Linked DNA regions of Mus musculus: region 2 is linked to region 1. The links are chromatin contacts, called in public Hi-C maps. All regions are on one chromosome and are shown on one strand. The core of a region is the stretch at or near the end of the contact, and the rest is flanking DNA. Distances in the headings are between cores, read along the strand shown.

Evidence for each region. Hi-C and Micro-C count contacts between places; a contact is called where the count stands out from the background.
Region 2: a Hi-C map of bone marrow-derived macrophages shows a contact between it and region 1, with 31 read pairs. The contact joins two enhancer-like sites. A contact is called at or near these places in 1 of 39 promoter capture datasets (embryonic stem cells), 1 of 15 datasets of contacts at CTCF or cohesin (large pre-B cells), 2 of 484 Hi-C or Micro-C datasets (bone marrow-derived macrophages and embryonic stem cells), 10 of 115 datasets of contacts at active chromatin or transcription factors (the HPC-7 cell line, acute myeloid leukemia, craniofacial prominence and 6 more) and 3 of 9 other capture datasets (adipose tissue, liver and pancreatic islet).

What each region holds. Positions count from the first base shown.
Region 1 is chr1:86,187,649-86,194,922 of GRCm38.p6, forward strand. It overlaps Armc9 (armadillo repeat containing 9), which reads left to right. Exons shown (of 25, transcript NM_030184.2): 11 at 1,229-1,340; 12 at 3,362-3,454; 13 at 6,629-6,719. Among named protein-coding and RNA genes, the nearest start is that of Armc9, 37 kb to the left of the region's middle. Within about 2 kb of position 3,438, at least 33 of the 459 cell types and tissues checked have an H3K27ac peak or open chromatin away from gene starts, as enhancers often do. A contact at or near this core is called in acute myeloid leukemia and bone marrow-derived macrophages, where this site is marked.
Region 2 is chr1:86,376,407-86,383,680 of GRCm38.p6, forward strand. No RefSeq gene overlaps it. Among named protein-coding and RNA genes, the nearest start is that of Nmur1, 8.1 kb to the right of the region's middle. Within about 2 kb of position 3,040, at least 61 of the 459 cell types and tissues checked have an H3K27ac peak or open chromatin away from gene starts, as enhancers often do. A contact at or near this core is called in acute myeloid leukemia and bone marrow-derived macrophages, where this site is marked.

The DNA.
Region 1 (7,274 bases), core at 2,188-4,687:
TGCATTTATTTTTGTGTATGTATGTGTTCCAGTTTACCTGTGTATACACCACATGCATGGCTTGCAGAGGCCAGAAGAGGGTATTGGGTCCTGTCAGTATTCTTTGTAATGTGGGTCAATCAAAGAAAGGGGGGTACTACAGAATGTAATTCAGACTCTAAGGCAGCAGGAATGGAACCTTGATCAGCCATGCAAAGATATTTTTATTGTTAAACAAAAGCTGTTGGGGGGGGGTGTAAAACAAGTTCCTCATCCCAGAGTCCCTAATCTAATCTGTTTTTCCTGAAGGAAAACCTCGGGCCTCTGCAACTTTAGTCCCATTGTGTAGTGTTTGCAGTGCGTAACAATAGAAGACCTTCCAGGTGTGCCAGGAGTGTCCCCTGACCAAGGTCATGCAAAGACTGAAAAGCTCCTTCAGAACAATAAGTCCATAGACAACAGAAAACAATCACTGATTTCTACAATGATTTCTTCAAGGTCAAGGCACTTCCAGAAAACTACTGTCACTGATGTCTACCCTAGTCACTGATGTCTACCCTGGAGACAGTGAAAAGCAACTGTTTCCTTCTGAGGTTTACCCTAGAGTGATTCTACTAGCATTCCTATGACAGGGTTCCCAGAAATTGGAGTTACAGATGGTTGTGAGCCACCATATTAGTGCTAGGAATGGAACCTTTATCCTCTGTAAGAGCAGCAAGTACCCTTAACTGCTGAGCCATGTCTCCAGCCCTCCACGAGACTTCCCAGTGTTAATATTTTACACAAGCCCTATGCAGTTAGCAAACTCAAAAAGTCAGCATGGGTTTAGGGAGTTGGACTTACGTGACTGACACAGCCTATAATCACTGTACTTGGGAGGCTGAGGTGGGAGGGTCAGCCTGGGCCACACAGTGAGACTCTGTTTGAACACAGAAACTAAAACAAAACCTAGTATGTAATTTTTTTCTTATTATGTAAGTAATTCATGCTTATTACAGAAAATTTGCATACCACTGAAATCTAAGAAGAATTAAATTTAGCTACATAAAATCCATCCAGCATTACAGGCAGGGCTGATCTGGCTGACACTGGAATTCTGGGAGCTGAGTTGGGTGGCAGTTGGGCCACTTCAGGATCCTTTGGTCTAAGCAGGTGTCCTGACTGATTGATGCTCAGGAGATGTAATGGCATGCCCGCCCTTTGCCCCTTTCTTCTCTTTGAACTTGCTGCGGTGCTGGGTGCTTCGCAGGAAGCTGAAGGATGTCCCGCTACTGCCCTCCCTGGATTATGAGAAGCTGAAGAAGGATTTGATCTGGGGGAGTGACCGCTTGAAAGCCTTCTTGTTGCAGGCTCTGCGCTGGGTAGGTACCTTCCCCTTGAAGTTAAAAACAAAAAGCAGAGAGGCCAAGCCAACACTGCTTTTCTTGATTGGCGACCTGGTAACTTGGCTGGAATCACGTAACCCCTGTACTAAAAATCCCTTCCTGCTACCTGCCAACACCAAGACCTGAGGTCAAAAGCTGCTCACTGGCTCCAGCCAGGTGTGGGAGCACCAGCCTTTTACTCCAGTTTACAGAAGGCAGGGGGAGCTAGAGGTCTGTAAATTCAGGACCAGCCTGCTCTACACAGCAGGAGCTAGACCAGCCAAGGCTACATCGTAAGGCCCTTCCCCCAACCCCAGCAAGAAAATCAGCTCCTGAAACAGGCCTTAGTCTTACTGTGACACATTCTATATTGTTGTCAACTGACGTCACCTGTCACCTTCATGTGTGATGTGGCAGCCACCCCTGCCTGGTCACATGCTGTATTCAACTTGGGGCCTGCATTTTAGTTAGAGTATGTAGGCAGGCCCAGCCAATCACGACTCCAGAGAGCCCTGGGAACAGATACTGATCAGTAGCCACACTGGGTAGGCCTCAGGACAAACACAAGTCTCATCTGGGTTCCCATGCCTCCTCAGTCTGGGTTGACCGGTTGCAGCCTGGGTCAGTTTTCAAGCATTCCAGACCCCTCTGCATTTTCAAGTTATATGCCCAGAGTTCTCTGAACTACACTTTGAGAATCTTTCACCAAACAATCCTTTCAAACTCACCCCAGAGTACTGTCAGGCTCCTTGGTGGATCCCCATAGTTCAGAGAACCCTGGGGCCAGAATTCTTCAAGTAGCCTCACTACCCTTGAGTAGAAATAGTCCTCAGCGGTGCTTAGCATCCTAACCTGGCCTCATTGGGAACTACGAGGGATACTGGGGACCCAAGGGAACCCTGCGGTCTCTGCTTTGGTTTGTAAGGGCCTGTTGACCAGGTGGGTGGGCAGGGAGAGTGATCAACCAGGACTGCCCACCCTGGTCTGCTCATGTTACCACACTCACCCTGCTTGGCCACCCAGCTGGGATGCAGTCCATTCACTCCCTGGGCTTCTTGCTGAGAAAGGGCTTCCCTTAGAGGAGAAAACTTTAATAATCAGATAATCAGAAAAGGATTGCTTTGCCTTTGTTTCTCTCCAGTTCCCATGCACCCTCATGGCTCCATAGTAATTTCCCCAAGTGACATTTTAAGTAGTCCTTTAGCAGCCCCATCTTCTGTGGTGATCAGGTCAGTTAATAGTTCTTCCCTCCCTCTGAAGGCCTTTCCTTCTTCCTGTCTGTGGTGTCTATTGGCTGTGGCCTGGCTTTTGCCCATGCTGCAAACCAGGATGTGTCAAGCACACCACATTGTCCTCAGGCAGAAGCCGATTCTGAACCACAAGGTGTTTATTTTCCTGGAAAAGCAATCACATTTGCTCTTGTCAGGTACACAGCTTTCTCCTGTCCTAACACAGACTGCCATGTGCAGCGTGGGCAAGGGCCAGGTCAGAGCCAGGAGACACAAAGACAGGAGGAAGGAGAGGCCTTCAGAGGGAAGGAGGAGCTGCTAGCTGACCAGATCACCACTGAAGAGGGATTGCTAAAGGACTGTGCCAAAAATGTCGCATGGAGGATTGCTGTGGAGCCACATACTTCCCTCCAAATCTTCTTCCTTATGGACATTACATGAATTCATATAGCAGCATAACAAATTGAATGCCTTCCCAGATTCTAACCAGCTAGGCAACCTCTCTCCCATCTGCCTCCCCAACCTGTTGCTCGTCTGTCCCTCTTGGATAGGGTCATTGGGAGTGTCCTACAGGTAGCCTGAGCCCCACTCTTTGAACTAGAGTTTTCTCTGAACACTCCCTCCCCTCCCCACAGACACATACACACACAGACACACAAACACACACAGACACACACACACACACACACACACGACACCCCTTCTGCCTTGCTGCTTGATCATCTGCCCACTTTTTAGGGCCTAGTTCTTCCTGGGTAGGAATTTGTTGCTTCTGCTTTTTCTTTACAGCGCTTGACCACATCCCATCCGGGGGAGCAGAGGGAGACAGTCCTGCAAGCCTACATCAGCAATGACCTCTTGGATTGCCACAGCCATAACCAGGTGAGTAAGAGGCAGCCAGGCCTTGTGGTGGGGAGGCCCTTGGCAGACTCCAGGCTTGTCCACGTCCTGAGCTTGCCCGGCATTTCCTATTCAGCTACTTGAGGGTCTGTGTTCACCTCTTGACCTACTTCAGTCGTGGAGAAGATTCCCAAAAAAGCCAGATGGCCTGATGCTCTCTCTGCCTCTTTTCTGTTAGTTTTCCTTTTCCCATTCCCCTCCTCCCACTTGAATGATGCTTCATTTTCAGAGTTTGTAGCTGGTGTTACAATAGTGAGTTTTGTCAAATGCTATAATCTCTATAGCCATGGAAGGATGTAATTCCTTCAAATCCACTGTTACTTGGTGTCTTGGTGTCTTGTTTTGGTGTTGGTATTGGTGTTAGGGTCTCACAGTGTCCAGGCTGGCTTCAAATTTACTCTGAAGGCTGAAGATGATTTGACCTTCTGATCTTCCTTCATCTACAACCCCGAAGGCTGGCATTGGAGGCGTGTTGCCTGGGCCTGGCTTATATATGGTGCTGGGGATGGAAGTCAGGGCTTCGCAAATACTCTACTAGACAAGAACCCTACCAACTGAGATCATCCCCAGCGCTGTTTTCTTTCTAGTTATTTAGTTATTTATCTATTTATTTTCTTGTTTCTTTTAAGAGGGAATGGTTTAGAATTCTCTGAAATTAGCAAAGAACTTGCAGAGTGGGATGACTCCTTGGTAAGGCTGATCCTGGGTTACCATGACTCCAAAGTGGATTGGCCTGATCAGAGGGGAAACTGAGCTGTCTGGCTAATAATTTCTCTCTTAGTAATTCTCAAATTTAGGATGTGGCATTGCTAATCTGAAGGTCTCATTAAGATTTTACAATAGGGGGCCAGAGAGCTGGTTCAGTGGGTAAGAGCACTGACTGCTCTTCTGAAGGTCCTGAGTTCAGTTCCCAGCAACCACAGGTGGCTCACAACCATCTGTAATGAGATCTGACACCTTCTTCTGGGATGTCTGAAGACAGCTACAGTGTACTTACATAAAATAAATAAATAAATGTTTTAAAAAAAGATTTTACAATAGACAGTGGCAGCGCCCAGCTTTAATCCCAGCATTCGAGAGGCAGAGGCAATTGAATCTCAAGTTGAGGCCAGCCTGGTCTACAAAGAGAGCTCCAGGGCAGCCAGGGCTACATAGCAAGATCCTGTCTCAAAACAAAACAAAACCTACCTTGAGCTGGAAAGATGGCTCAATTGTTACAGGTCAGGCTCATAACCAAAAATATAAGAAACAGTCACGTCCACAGAGAGAAAAGGATGCATGCTTGTGGTCAGCTCTGCCTCGTCACTCTCGGAGCACGGGAGCACGGGACCTCCTGTTCAGGAGCTGGCCTGCCCACGCTCAAAATGGGGATAATCCTCATAGGCTCCCAGAGGGCAGCCTGATCTGGAAGCACCGCACTGTAATAAAATAAATATTTTACTTTTGCCAATCTCCGTTGTTGTTTTTTTCCCTCCCATCTACCTCTCCCTGAATCTCAGTTTTTTTAAGAACAGACTGAGATGGGGCTAGGGGAAAGGTAGGTCAGTTGAGGTTCAATGCAAACATGGATTCCAGTGCCCATGATAGAAAGAAGGCAGGCAGGCAGGCAACCTGGCTGGGTGCTGTGACATGTTCCTGTCCCAGTGCAGGGGAGGCAGAGACAAGGGATCCCTGGGGCTTGCTGGCCAGCCAGGCCACCAAATCAGGGTTTCGGGCTCCATGAGAGACCCTGTCCCTAAAGATAAGCTGAGGAGTGATTGGTGAAGTCACCTCTGGGCTCCACATGAGTGCATTTGTGCAGTCTCGCGCACACACACAAGCAAAAACAAAATCCAAGGATGTCAGGAGCCACGAGAGAGAGCTGTTTGGAAGGTTGTCCTCTGGGCTGTTGAAATGTCACTTCTGCAGTACATACTCACTGTGAACACTCTTCTGGCTGTGCCCTGGTGACCTGTAAGGTGTCTGTACTGTTATGCTTCAGTGGAAGTTTGCCTAAAGATGGTACAAGGACAGTTGGCATCTTGGGGGTGGCATGTGGCCCTTTCACTCAGCCTGGTTCAGTCGGAGTCCTCTGTAACACGTAGAGGCCACCATTCAGGAGCCTTGCTTCTCCAAACTTCTGTTGACTCTTCCTGGCTCATCTCTCCTGAACTGATGCTCTCTCCAGCCTCCTTCTCTTCCTCTACTTCCCCATGCCCTCCTTTCTGAACACAGGGTTTTTTTTTTTTAAATATTCTTCTTCTAAGTTACATTGCAGCTACTGTTTTTTGTTGTTGTTGTTGTTTTTAGATTGTGTGTGTGTCTGTGTGTGAATGTTTGCCTGCTTGTACTTAAGTGCACCATGTGATGCTATGTCTGAGGTTAGAAGAGGGCATTGGATCCCCTGGAATTGAAGTTATTCATGGTTGATAGCTGGAATATGGGTCCTCTGCAAGAACAGCAAGTGCTCTTAGCTGCTGAGCTATCCCTCCAGCCTTGTTGCCGTTGGTTTTTGAGAGTATTTCACTATAGCCTAGGCTGGCTTCAAACTGGAGATTGTCCTGCCTCTGCCTCCCAGGCACTGGGGTGACAGGCATGCACTTTCACTGTGACTTCCTGTCTGCGTTTGGGTAGCATCCTGCTGGTTTGGACCTGGTGTGCCCAAGGCTGAGATACCCTCTTAGGCTAATACCCCCTCTCTGACCCTGTGCTTTGAGGCCACAGAAATAGCATAATGCAATCTAGTCATTTTGTTTCTGTCTTCTGTTTGTCTGTCTGTACTGTCCCTGGCTTTGTCCCTAGCTCTTCACTTTTTGAAAAATAAGTGACAGAACTCAGGGGATTTGTCCTTGCCCAGACTGTCCTGTGATTTATCTCAGGGTCTAGAACTATGCTTAATTAGCTTTTCTCAGGGTCTTTAATCAAGTCTTCAGAATTTGTGTCTTTAAAAATAAATCCATTTACTATAGTCCTGGTGTGTTTGACAGGGTCTGAATTAAAGGTGTGTTTCTCTCATCTGGAAAGCCATCAGCAATAGTAGCCACATGTGCCCTGCTGTTCTAGTTGCAGGGGATCTGTGTGGTGTAGCCTGTTTCCCTCGTCAAACCAGGCAGAGGGGCATCTTTCACTTCCCCACTCCTGACCTCACTTTTTGTCTCTCACGGTTGTTCCCTGCAGAGGAGTGTGCTGCAGCTGCTGCACTCCAAGAGCGAGGCTGTGCGGCAGTACATGGCCAGGCTCATCAATGCCCTGGCGTCACTGGCTGAAGGTGAGACGATGTTTTCCTCTAAGCAGAGCAGTCCTGGCAAAGCAACCTGGCGTCCCTGTAAAATGAATGTTTCCTAGTACTGCTTAAAGTGGCCCAAGTCCCCCCATTTTATTTCTAACATATCTTGTGAAAATTAGTTCTTATGCCTGAGTATCTGTCAGAGCAGATTTTCTTGCCTTTGGAGTTTATTTTATAATACAAAAGATTTTATATCTTTTATTTAAATATTTTTAATTGTATGATAGGTAATACTATTTTGTTTTGTTTTGTTTTGTTTGTTTTTCGAGACAGGGTTTCTCTGTGTAGCCCTGGCTGTCCTGGAACTCACTTTGTAGACCAGGCTGGCCTGGAACTCAGAAATCCGCCCGCCTCTGCCTCCTGAGTGCTGGGATTAAAGGCGTGCGCCACCATGCCCAGCTGTAATACTATTTTTTTATTATCCTACTTGCCAATATATGTTTGGTGAAACAAGTAAAGCTTATTCTAGCAAGCACTGAACCATTTCCTTCGGTCTTCAAAGGACTTGAAATTTTCAGAAATAATAAAACATTGTAC
Region 2 (7,274 bases), core at 1,790-4,289, 190 kb after region 1:
CATATCCCCGAAAGAATACTCCTGGACTCTAACACACACTGACACCGTGCTGTGTCTGCCCTACGGGTGCCTGTGATGCCAAAGCTCTCCCCACCCCTGTCTGTCAGTAGGCCAGCTACACCCAGCTACAAGCCAGCAATGTTTCAAAAGACATGTGTAAATCCAAACTGAGGCCCAGAGGGTAGCGAGACTGCAGTGCCAACCCTAGCCAAGGAGGATTAATTACTCAGCAGTGGCAGGTCTGTCAACCTCAGAGATGACCTTACTAGATGACTAAACACACGGTTCCACTAGACTCCTTTGTTCCTATTCCTGGTTCAAAGATGCCTTTGGGGCTGGAGAGATGTCTCAGTGCTTAGGTGTCCTAGCTACTCTTACAGAGGACCTGGGCTCAAGTCTTCACCAACCATCAGTAACTCCAGTCCCAAGGCCTCTGAGGATACCAGGCATGCCAGCCACACCCATGGTGCCCAGACATACATGCAGACAAAATACCCGAGGGCCAGAAATTATAAAACGGTTGGAAGTATAACCAGACCTCATTATGTATGATACAAAGTGTGAAAATCACACCAATAGTGGCAAAGACTGTATCCCACATCCATGCCATAAAACCCACGACCTGGGAACCAAAATAACGGTTTGGCCTCAGCCCTCAGACTTGACATCTGAAATCTGACATCCCTTGCTCGTGCCTGCAGGTGCCAAGTAATGTCAGGCTGTGATTCCTGGTGGCAACATACCAGAGGGTACTCACCCCTGATTCCTTGAATCAGGAGCAACCTTGAGTCTGTCAGTTCACAGATGTGAGTGCTTCCAAACATGGCAGGAGCTAGGCAAGATGGTTTTGTACGTGGGGTAACTGTTCCCGAGATATCTGTAGTTCTGAAAGTCTCCAGGGCTGGCATATTTGGCTGTCTGTGTAGCGTTGCACTGAAGTCTCACAGTTTGCCGCTGCTGCTCCCCACTGGCTGGCGTGATCCATATTCATTGAGAAGGACGAACTGAACAATAGCAGTTCATTTTCATAAGGTCTGAAATCAGAGAACCTTTCCTGGAATCTGATCTTCAGCTCCTTCGTTCTGGGAATGTAGCTGTGGCCGTGGCTTTCGTTTTCAGAGCCTAATTTAAGCATGGAGAAGTGGGCCAGACAGAGTCCTTGTCAAAGTCAAGACAAAGACAGTTCTGCCAGGAATGAGCGAACTGAATCATATGTATAACTGTCATGGATACCCTGCCAAGAATTATCGAATATATTTAAATGGCTTGTGATAGCAACCAAAAAGGCCAATTCTTTGGCCTTAACTCTAATCATGACCCAGACATGGGGTTCCCTGAAGAGGACATGAACAAGCCAGTTTCGCCCAATGGTTCAAAATCTGCTTTAGTACCGTATCACAATTTGGCTGCCATATCGTTCAATTAACTCCCTGAAAAAAGCTCTGAACCATGGTATGGGAAGGTGGTGTGTGTGTGTGTGTATGTGTGTGTGTGTGTGTGTGTGTGTGTGTGTGTGTGTGTGTGTCCAGGTTATGATGTGGGGCTAGCCAGGGCTATTGGCTATGTAGTTAGAGATGACCCTGAGAGCCTGATTCTCCTGTCTCCACCTCCATGACGTGACCCAAGTAGGTTTCCAACACAATGATTCCAGGCCAGTGGTACCACAGACAGACTAAGCCCCACCTTTGATTCTAATATGGCAATAAACTGCTTCATACCTCCCATGGCCAAATCACCATCAAGCTAACACTTACTAATTTTAACCAGTCCACATTAAGCTTTTTAAAACTTTCTCGACCTAAAAGAATATAATCTCTCCTGATGTCATGCTCGCCATAGATACAACATCCAAAAGTTCCCCAGGAACATCAGAGCTTTTGTCATCAAGAGGCCAGGAGATGGCTCGTTGAGTAGAGACATTTGGCACCAAGTCTGATGACTTCAGTTTGATCCCTTTGGACCTTTCACTGTTTCGTTGACGCCTCCCCTCCCACTCCTACGAAGTAAGTGCTTGCTGACTTCCATCGCTGAACCTGTCAGCTTGCTTGGTCTAACTTCAAAGGCACCACTTTTCTTGGTTAATTATATTTGGATGCTGGGAAGATGGCCCAGATGTTAAGAGTGTACACTCTTCACCTCTGGAGGCTCACAACCACCGTAACGCCAGCTCCAGAGGGACCCAGTGCCTCAGGCTTCCATCGACACCCACACCCACACACACACAATTAAAAATAATAGCTTTAGATCACCTCTCTCTCTCTCCCTTTCTCTCTCCGTGTGTGTGTGTGTGTGTGTGTGTGTGTGTGTGTGTGTGTACTTGCTGCAGCACACATGTGGCAATCAGAGGATATCACGCAGGAGGTGGCTCTCTCTTTGCAGCATGTGAGACCTGCCGGTGGCAGGTTCCTTAGCCTGAAACGATTCTCCTCCCACCCATTTCCCTCTTCCTAGCAGCGGCTAAGATTTACATCTTGCTTGCTCTGTTGCTTGACTTTTAAATGCTAGTAAAATGCTCCTTGGTTTTAACTGCATTTTATTAACAAGACTAAGAACCAGCATAAGAGAGCTCCAAGTCCAGGGTAAAGCCACCACATCAGCCTGCTTTTCACGTTCACATGGAATGCTTTACTTATGCTGGAAAATATTAAAAATTGGCATAAAAACATGACAATTTTTTTGGTGCTTTAGTGTGGTTAAATATAGCACCTTCTGGTTTTGCAACAACCTAGAAATAGAAATTCCTCACCCTCAAAAAAGCTTGTATCTAGGAACAGCGTTTTAAAATACAGAACACTACTACCAACTCTTTAAGTGGAATAAAGACTTCATACCAACACAAAAGTAGCAAGTAGCACCCCCGCAGCTCAAATACCTCAGCTCTCCAGCCTCAGTAACGGTGGATTCATTACTACACACAGACCACTGGCAACTCAAGCCACAACCAGGAACTCCTGCTGCCGAAGCTGGTCTGCACGTTCCTGTCCCCAGTGACTTTTCTCCTGTAACACCATTGCTGAGACTGCAACACACACACTCTAGAGCCACATGAGCCGGTAGGATGTGGCAGGCCAGCCCAGGGCTACATGCCAGCCGGCTCCTCCATGCCCTTCCCGGATACCACTCAACACCCAGATGCTAACACTTTTAACCATAAGGAAACGTAGCAGCCAAGGAGCGTGTCTAGGGTTGTCCCCTCAGTCCTTTACATTGCTGTCTGGTTACCACAAAATTACACCGCTTTATTGCTTACCTCAGGGGAGGATGGGGATCAAGGCTCAGGCCCAGGGTCTGCATGGACTCTGGTTGGTCCAGTTACAGGGGGCCTGTCACTTTTCAGGCCATCTGTCCTGGAGGAGCTGGCCCTGCTGCACCCATCCTACTGGCTCTTGGAGGTGGGGGTTGGGTGGGGGGAGGTCCTGACAGTGGCTTTACAGGAGGAAGGTCACTGGGGACAGGAATGTGTGAGCTGACTTAGGCAGCAGGAGTTACCAGTTGTGGCTTGGGTTGCCTTGATAAGCTTGGACAGCAATCCAGAAGTATTGGGTATGAAACCCCCAGGAGTCAGCCGTTTGTGGTGCTGCTGAAAGGGGGACGACTGGAGAATCAGGAATTCATCACCACCCTTGGCTCCACTGAGACTTTGACAGCAGTGGGAAACATGAGGCCTTGTCTCAAAAGTGTGTGTGTGTGTGTGTGTGTGTGTGTGTGTGTGTGTGTGTGTGTGTGTGTTAAGGGTGAGGAAAAGTGTACCAAGGTAAGGAGCCCTAGACTGCCCCTGTGCACATATGTATAATGTACATGTGTGTATGGTGTGCCCCTGTGCACATATGTATAATGTACATGTGTGTATGGTGTGTATGTATCTTTTTACACATGTGGTATATATGTGTGCATGTGGAGGCCTAAGGTTAATACCAGGAATTATCCTGGATTCTTCTTGCATCTTCTCTATTGAAGCAGAGTCTCAATCGAAACCAGAGCTTGAGGGGCTGGAGCGATGGCTCAGTAGTTAAGAGCACTGACTGCTCTTCCAGAGGTCCTGAGTTCAATTCCCAGCAACCACATGGTGGCTCACACCCATCTGTAATAGAATCCTCTTCTGCTGTGTGTGAAGAGAGCTGCAGTGTACTCATATACATAAAATAAAGGAATCTTTAAAAACAAACAAACAGAAAACCAGAGCTTGAAGGTATGACCAACCTTACTAGCTGACTTGTTCCGGGATATCCTGCCTGTGCCTTCTGAGGTTGGAATTCCAGCCTGAGGCCCCTCCCCCACCCCACTCCCACCCCACCCCCTGCACCCTCTGCACACACCAGGCATCTACACAGGCTTCTGTGGATCCGAACTTTAAACAGCAAGAACTCTCAGCCCTCACTAAACACTCACCTAACTTTTTAAATTTTATTTTATTATTTTCTTTTTTTTTTTTTTTTTCTTTCGGTTTCTCTGTGTAGCCCTGGCTGTCCTGGAACTCACTCTGCAGACCAGGCTGGCCTCGAGCTCAGAAATCTGCCCGCCTCTGCCTCCGAAGTGCTGGTATTAAAGGCTTGAGCCACCACTGCCCGGCTCACCTAACTTCCTTTACAAGACAATAGTGTGGCCACAAGCCAGAAGGCCAAGTGGGGGAGAGGTCTCTAAGCAGCAGAAGTGCTTGGAGACCGCGGGATCATCCACACGGTCTCTATCGACACACACGGTAGTGCAGGGGTGCCATGCCTATGAACCAGATTCTATGAGAAAGAGAGATGTTACAACACACATCCCAAACACGCCATATCCTTTCAGAAAAGTTGGCTCCTAGCCCGAGGAGCACAAAGCGCTACCCTGACACTGCACAGGAGCAGCAGCGCCCCCTAGGGGCACTACAGGGCCGATGCTTCTGGTTGTGCCCTGTGAGTGCCCTAGGTAGGGATCGCTGCTACCCTCTCCATCCTAGCCCATTTTCTCAAGGACCGAGCTTGGCTGCTATTCCAGGAGCCACCGGTGGCCTATGACTTATGGAACCTGGCCATTGAGAGCCTGAGGACACCCTCGATAGATGTGGCAAGTTCACAGCAAGAAGCACATTATACCTCACGTCTTCCTATGTGCCCGTCTTCCCATGTTCCCTGTGCTTCTCTGGTGGAACAGCCCTTCACACACACACACACACACACACACACACACACACACACACACACACACACACGGACTCCACCCCTCAGGAACACTGTTCCATGTGACACTGAACAGAAGTCTCTTGGAGTCCAGAGGTGGTCTCTGAGAAAAGTTCTGACATCTACCCATGGGCTGGCTACCCAGTGCTTGTGACAGGTGGCCCTTGAGAACTCAACTTGAAATAGCATCTTTCCACAGGCCCCTTTGTTCCCAGAATCCCTCTTGTCTCGCCCACCACTCTCCAAGGGTGCTTAGGACCTCATGCTGTGTGCACCCTGTCACCACACATCCAGGATCATCCCTGAGGAAACTCCCTTCCTACAGGGAACTTTTCTCTCAGCTCCGTGGTCCACTGTAGCCTCTATGAGATTCCCACTGCCATCAGAGTATCTCTTCCTTCCCCCTTAGCCTCTGCTGACTGCTCATGGGCCCTGTGCCTCCCCTCTTTGCTTAGCCAGAATCTGTGCAATAGTAGATCAAACAGAGAGGGTGGCTTTTCTTCCCTGGTTTGGTCAGCTCTTCTGAGCTCAGAGTACAGGAGGGGGCAGAGCCTTCTTAGGCCAACATCTAGGAACTCCTCCCACTGTAACTTGTATGAGACTCAGGGGGCTTAGTCAGGCTGGCCAAGAACGTCACAGTGGAGCCTGTGGGTCAAATGGGTTGCAACCTTGAGTTTGGATACAGCATCCTCTGTGGAAAAAGCAGAAAAGACTTGTTTAGAGATGGTGGGAACAACCGGATAAAACACTTAAAGAAGGAAATATGTCATAGTATATTCAGTAGAGCAAAGTGATGGGAAAAAATGTGATAACATATACACAGTAAGTTTACCATTTAAATGGGTGGTTCAGTGTTGGGATGGCTCAGTTTGACTGGATTTGAAGTTACCTAAGAGGCACACTTCAGAGCATCTCTGTCCAGAAGTGTTCTAGAGTTTAAGCACCCTTGGAGAGTGGTGGGCGGGACAAGGGGGACTCTGGGAACAAAGGGGCCTGTGGAAAGATGCTATTTAAAGCTGACTTCTCAAGGGCCACCTGTCACAGATTCTGAATGTGGACCACCCCATAGACAGGGTGTCTTAGTTACGGTTTCCATTGCTGTGAAGAGACACCATGACCAAGGCAACTCTTATAACAACATTTAATTGGGGCTGGCTTACAGGTTCTAAGGTTCAAGTCTGTTATCATCATGGTGGGAAGCATGGCAGCATCTAGACTGGCATGATGCTGGGGGAGCTGAGAGTTCTACATCTTGTTCCAAAGGCAAATAGGAGAAGATTAACTTCCGAGCAGCTAGGAGGAAGGTCTCTCAAAGCCCACCCCCACAGTGACACACGTTTTCCAACAAGGCCACACCTCCTAATAATGTCACTCCTTGGACCAAGTGTATTCAAACCACCACACCAGGGGGTGGGGGGTGGGGGTACTGGACTGAGTAAAAAGAAAAGCGAGCAAGCCAGCGGAGCCTCAACAGTCCCACTTCTGCTTCCTGGTCTGTCCAGGTGTGAGGAGTCTTGACTGCACATTCCTACCACCATGAACTCTGCCATTCCACCAGGGTGGATAGACCCCCTTTAACCATGAGCCTCCTTCCTTCCATTGCTTCTGACAGCTGTTCGCTCATAGGCATAAGGAACATAACTAACTTAAGTTTTATTGAGGTAATAATTTTGCAGCTGATCTCCACCACTTTTCATCTTGCAAGACAAAAACTCTGTTCCTATTGAGCAAGTTCCCATTGCTCTTTCCCTACGGCTCCCAGTGAAGATGCTGTTTAAAATGTATGTATGGTGTGTATGTACATGTGTATGTACGGTGTGTGTGTGCAGGTGTATGCACATATGTGTGTCTGTGTGTGTGAGTATGCAGGTACATGCAGATGTGTGTTATGTCTGTGCATAAGTGCATGCATGTGTCTGTGCATGCACATGTATGAGTCTCTGTGTGTGGGTGCACACTGTCGTGCACAAGTGTTTGCTTGTGTGTGCATTGTGTGCATGGAGCGGGATGCCATCCTCAGTGATGTCACTTATCATGGGCGACTGTGACCCCAGGCATTGTCCCATAGGTTCTGAGGATTAACTTGGGTCCTTACACTCATAAGGCAAGCGCTTT